Linked DNA regions of Drosophila melanogaster: region 2 is linked to region 1. Evidence: chromatin contacts called from public Hi-C data. All regions are on one chromosome and are shown on one strand. The core of a region is the stretch at or near the end of the contact, and the rest is flanking DNA. Distances in the headings are between cores, read along the strand shown.

Region 1 (3,057 bases), core at 486-2,985:
CAAGTTCCACTACTATCAGATTAAATGTCATCATTTTTTTGTCATAGCGATATTTATTATATCGATTTTGGCAAATAAAATGAGAAGATATGACAAAATTGTTCTAATATGTTGTCCTGGCCGTTTTGTGCGTTTTGTAGGTAGTTAGGAGGGGCGTAAACAAAATGTTTTTGGTACAAAGAATCTATAAAAATTGGCAATTGACATTTCTATTACAATGTCTCTAGAATCTGTATGCTTAGTCTCCTGATCTCGACGTTTATAACGACGGGCATATGTATATGGCCAGATCGACTGGGCTATCAATGAATGATACATATGTACATATATTGATACATATGTATCAATGAATTAAACCTGATATAATAGCAAATACAGCTCCTATAGATAACACATAATGAAAATGAGCTACTACATAAGTATCATCTATAATAATATCTACTTATGAATATGTACATATATTCTTTCAACGAATCTAGTATACCATTTTACTATAAGGGCAGAAAACTGAAAACATTTTGTAAAAGTGTGGGAGTAAATTTTTTGGCGGTTTTGTGGACGTTGACGTGGGCTCGGCAACATTCTGCAAAAACCTTGATAGCTAAAAATTTCGGCTTTTTTAGTTTCCGAAGTCTCGACCATCAAACGGACCAACTCTTCTCTCTATGTCCTTTTTAAACAACAAGTAATAGGTGTAGAAAAAAACAAGTTTTCCGTGTAATTGTTTATTTAATAATATATTATCCTAGGGAGATGCAATCCTAGTAACATTTTTTGAATAGCAAAGAATAATATTTTAAATCATGTACATGTACGTTAAATGTTTGAAAAAACTTAACAAAAGTGAATTTTTTCGTTACTATGTATTCGTCGACGCATTGTTGGTTTACCTTTATTTTTTATTTCATTTTATTTTCTTCCGATTTAATTTGTAAAATGATTAATTTTTTCAGAAATGGCGACAAATGGAATTAAATTTGTTTCTCCCATAAAATTCGAAGTAACTCATCCATCTTTCGAAATCACTCAAACATGCGAGAGCGAAACAGAAACCGGTCGCGCTCTTGTGCTCACGAGACAATAACTGTTCTTGCTCTTTCGCTTGTCGAATTTTCGAAAACAGTCTGTGGACAGAGGCGTTCGGATGAGGGTCTCGAACTAGGAAATTGTTACAAAATATATGGTAACATTTCGCTAATAATAAACAACGAAATATTTATTTATTAGTTCTTAAACGTACTCACAAAACATAGGTACCATATCAACCACTAATAGATTCTTTCAAGTTGTTAGCTTACACGAAAATGTTTTAACCCCCTCTTGAGATGTACGCCACTGACCCTACAAACCGCAAAACAGCTGATTTTTGTCGGTATGCAAGCAAACCTTTAATTAATGACAATTTAATGGCCAAAAGCAACCAAAATGTATTTACCAAACAATAATTCCATAGTATTTACCTTAGTTCAAGTCGAAACATAAATATGTTCATTTTATTTTATAATTTTGGGGTATACATATGTATATTACGAACCTGTGGATCGGAGTGCAAGTAGCAAGGTTGGATTAGAGGAAATAGTTTTTTCTCATCAAAGCAGAGCTTAAACACTGTTGCTGATGCGTATTTTCATTTAAATTCGATAGAACAAACTGTAAAACACAGATAATAAAACATAATTCACAGCGCACTTTTCACCAGCAAGCGTACGACGCACGCGACGAGTTGCTTCTCCCACAAGAAGTTCGAAATTCGAAATCGTTTGTGCAACTGAGAGAGAGAAGTTCGAATATTTGAGTGGTTTTTAAGTTCGAAAAACACCAGAGATTTCTGATTAGGGGGTAATTTACTTACAATTTTTTTTGATTGGACTTCGTGATCTTTTTCATATATACATTTATCGAGCTATAATTCCTAACGGTTAAGGTCTATTGGGGTCTCGAGGTTAATACGAACGGATAGATTGAGATGGCTATTGATCTTAATAAAGAATATTTGGATCGGTTCTGTCTAGTTTTTTTACTCAACTCTTTTTTACTTCTTATTTAAATATTTTAAGGTGTAGAATATGTTTCGCAGTTGTGTCTCATCGTTTGTGTCCCAGATATGTATGTATTTACAGCTGTGTTCAATAAAATAGCAGTGCGAGGGAAACTAAGAAATACAAAGGTATTTTCCCTTTTTGGAATCGACTTTTTATTTCACTTATTTTTGTAAAATGGAATGTGTATATAGGAATAAAAAGAAAATCCCAATAGTTTTTCATGTTATCCTTTTCTGCTTAAATTCTTGAGCAAATTCACAACTTTTATGCTGTTCATAAGAATAGCAGTGTCTGGTTTTGTCCAACGTAAAGTCCCGAAAATATCAATATTTTCTAACGTGTGTTTGGTTCGTATATTTAAAAGAGCAATAATTAAAAAAAAAATAAATAAAAAATATTGTATATTATAGTAGATAGAGAAAGAAAAGAATGTTAATTCACCAATCAAAGAAAACATTTCACACATATTCTGCCTTCAGTTGTGTCCATAGAAATCGGGGACACAAGGCAAATCCATTTATATTGCGAAATCAAAACCATTTTTCCATGTCATTGGAATCCTCCACTAGAGGTGAACTAATTGCGTGTTCAGCGCAAAATCTTTTCGATTTATCGCCTCAGGTTGATTTTATGCTTCACATAGACACCACACAGCCGCTGCACATCCACATATTGATGCAGCATCCAAAGGACCGAAATGAGAGGTGGGCTCCAGAGGGCAACGGAGCGAATACCCGCTGATTTATACGCTTCAATCCCACATTTTTGTTTCTTCGGCTGCCATTTAGCTAAAATATTTCATATCCGAATTGCATCGCCGTCTCGAGCCTTCGCTCCTTCGTCTTCGTTTGGCTGCCAGGCAGAAGACTAGAGCGGGACGCACTGATGGCAGAGAGTGGGAGCGAGAGGGTACGCAATGGACAGCCGCTTCCCCGTAATTATGCGATTTGTTATTCGAGATTTGAGGCGATTGTGACTGGGCACCATGTAGGCGAGGAGGCGCTGAAGAAGCAGC
Region 2 (3,256 bases), core at 554-3,053, 330 kb after region 1:
TTTTTAAAGGGTGGGCAAACGTTAAAAATGAATTTTAAAGGATGGGCAAACGAAATTATTTAGTTTTAAAAGGTGGACAATCGAAATTATTTAGTTTTAATAGTGGGCAAACGAAATAATTTATTTTTAAAGGGTGGGCAAACGTTAAAAATGAATTTTAAAGGATTGGCAAACGAAATTATTTAGTTTTAAAAGGTGGGCAATCGAAATTATTTATTTTTAAATGGTGGGCAAACGTTTTTTATTGGAAATTTTTATTTTAAAGAGGTGGGCTAACGAAATTGGTTGTATTTTAAATGTGGGCAATCGAAAAAAAAGGGTTTTTTAAAGGGTAGGCAAACGATAAAAACTGATAATAATGGTTGGGCGGGCAAAAGTTTTTTGTTGATAATATCTGGTTTTAAGAGATGGGCAAACGATTTACTCTCTGATTAGACCGAGGTAAACTTAAAAGCCTTATATTTTATAAAGTATAAATTTTTTCAAAATTCTAAAGGGTGGGCAAACGTGGGCAAACGATATTATTGCGATTTAAAAAAAAAAATTGAAAAAAGGGAAATTTTTGATTTTCGAAAATTTTCGAACTTTTTCGAAAATTTATATCTCAAAAACTGGACGTGGGCAAAAAAAACTAATTGGTGGGCAAAAATGGGCAAACGATTCCAGCTTTCAAATTTCAAAATTCGATTTTTCCGACCCCAACTTCTTTGAGCTTTCCATATTCACGGCCGAAGCTTTCGCTATTCTCAAAGCATGCCAATTCGCCTCCAAAAAGGCTGGAAAATCTGTTATATGCTGGCAGCCTCTCCTCCCTTTCCGCTACATGCAACTAGAATCACGATGACCCCACATCACAAGAAGTTCGGCACATTCTTAGTTCTCATCCAACAAAAATCACCTTACTCTGGGTTCTGGGTGCTCTAATAGACTCCAAAAAATATTTTGGGAACCTTTATGCTGTGATCCCGATGACTGCCTTTAATTCCAGGTATAAATATTTTGTAATGTAGGGACGCATTTAGGATATATCGAAAAGAATGAATATGCAAAACGAGAAGACATTTACTAATTTCAAAAGGTTGTGGCACAGTGGCAACATATGTGAAATGGAATACACCTATTGACCATATTGCTGCTTAGCCGAAGGATACAATCGATTATTCGTTTTGCTCATTTCTATCGATACTAAACCTAACTAAAATACGATAGGAAGCCTAACTTAAATGATCAAAAAATTATTTTACCATATCTTTGCCATTTCATTCAATATATTGAAAGGGTATCTGATATATGTGGAAATTCTTTTGTATTAGCTGTTAAATACGCCTATTGTCAGAGGAGTCCAGAAAAGCAATAAATTGAAAGAGATCAAAACTGGTGAATACTATTTGTCGTAAATTTAGCTCACCTGGTATATATATCATATATAATTATTTATTTATTTATTTATTATGATAGGTAGAATAGTTTACAATACTAGACTAACTTAAATAGTAAGCATAAGCTACAGCTATATTGATCTACAATGCTATTATATCTTTATCTACTTTATATCTAATTTGCTAAATATATCATATATATGCCTTTTTATCCTCTTCCGTTGCAGCGAAAACTTATTATACAAGAATAAAGAATCCGCATAATCTTTTTACTGAAACAATTAGCTTTAAATTAGTTGCCTTGCATTTTATCATTGAAATTGTTAACGTTCACGCATCAATTGGGCTGTGTGAATAGGTCGCATAATTGTTTTGGCATTAATTATTTTAAGAGGCTGTCGACGGTTTTTTTTTACCGTTATGCCATCTGGTAACACTGCCCAGGCCGCAAATGGAATGGATTTTCGAGAGCTAGATAAATTAAACTGGCGTTTGCATCTGAGTAACAATAACAATATCGTTAATTATAGTGCGAACCGACACCTCGGTCCTGATGCGGCTGAAGAGCGACGCCCGGAGCTCTTAGTCAGCCAAGTCAATTGTGGGACCGGTGTAAATACAATGGGCACAAATCAAAAACGAGCAGCAACAACATCAGCGCAGGCCGTAGCGGTGGACGAGCAGGTCGTGGGAGCCGTGGGTGGTGGCGGGGCAAAGGCAGAGGAGTGCCCTGCAGCGACCATGGCCGCAGAGGATGGTGATAAGGCAAGTGACTGCCGCTTTAAGCACAAAAAATTATGTTGATTATGTTATGTTCTGTTTATCCTTTAAAAAGGTGGAAAGTCCTTCTTACTGCGAACTGGATCTGGACGTGGCAAGCTACGGGCTAGCAGCAGCTGCCCTCTCATCCTTTGAAGCCGCCGCCTGTGGCTATAATTCCAGCCGAACTTCCATAAACAACTCAACCGAAAACCTGAGCTATGCCAGTGACAATATTTACGGCGACGATATAATTTTGCTGGACGACAACGACATGAACGCGGAGGAGATATCTATCAACTCCGACGACTGCGTCTACGCTTACCGTGGTGAAGGGGCTGATTTTGACATGAACATGGATATCATCGCCACGGGAAGGGTTGGCGGGCAACACTTCGACCTTGGCCGAGGACCAGTGAATGCTATGGGAGGCGATAGCCTCATTTACGGCGAAGATGAGACGGAGTTTCTTGAAATGGACTTTGAGCCAGACCCCTCATCAGAGTTGGAGCTTGTTGGCGGAACCACCGATATGACCATCCAGCCTCAGGCCAATTTGTTGTTAATGCAACGCGACTATAGCCAAATGAACAGCATAGGCGGAACTACTTCTACGCAGGAAGGAAAGCTGCACAGCTCGCCCATAGATGATTTTCCGCAGGAGGACCTAATGCAGCAGCAAAAGCTACGCCTTAGTAAGAAGTTCGCGCGCATCAGCTTGAATTTAGATAAAATCAAAGACGTTGGTGCTGGTGGAAGTGGCGTGGACATAGATTTAAATGAGCTAATAGTTATTGGCTCGGAAAAGCAGGCTGAATCCTCCGGAAGCTTTCGGTCAGTGAAGTCTTATCAGGCTCATTCCTTGCCCAACACATTGCACACAGGCTCAAATTTTTCGCGCAGCACTAGTGTCCCCAGCGAACACCCAGAGCCTAAGCTGACTGGTGCTAAGCCAAAGCGTTTTTTGCACACCTCGTCTGTGATGACTAAAAGCTCCTCATATAAGTCGCGGCGCTCTCATACATCAGCTAGCTTTGATGAACGTTGCTACAGCTGCACTGATTTCCGGGCAACAACATGTCAGCAGCAACAGTCAGGGTCGAAGTCAAAGCAAGATC

Evidence for each region. A called contact is a pair of places that touch in the nucleus more often than the background predicts.
Region 2: a contact with region 1 is called in a Hi-C map of the Kc167 cell line, with 2.1 times the contacts expected there. The contact joins the promoter of CG3651 here to the promoter of CG31612 in region 1.

What each region holds. Positions count from the first base shown.
Region 1 is chr2L:21,793,712-21,796,768 of dm6, forward strand. It overlaps CG31612, which reads right to left and starts at 1,736. Exons shown (of 4, transcript NM_165400.3): 1 at 1,683-1,736.
Region 2 is chr2L:22,120,037-22,123,292 of dm6, forward strand. CG3651 reads left to right here and starts at 1,804. Exons shown (of 5, transcript NM_001273753.1): 1 at 1,804-2,144; 2 at 2,215-3,256. The coding sequence starts at 1,836. lncRNA:CR46480 (long non-coding RNA:CR46480) reads right to left here and starts at 1,147. Exons shown (of 2, transcript NR_167867.1): 1 at 899-1,147.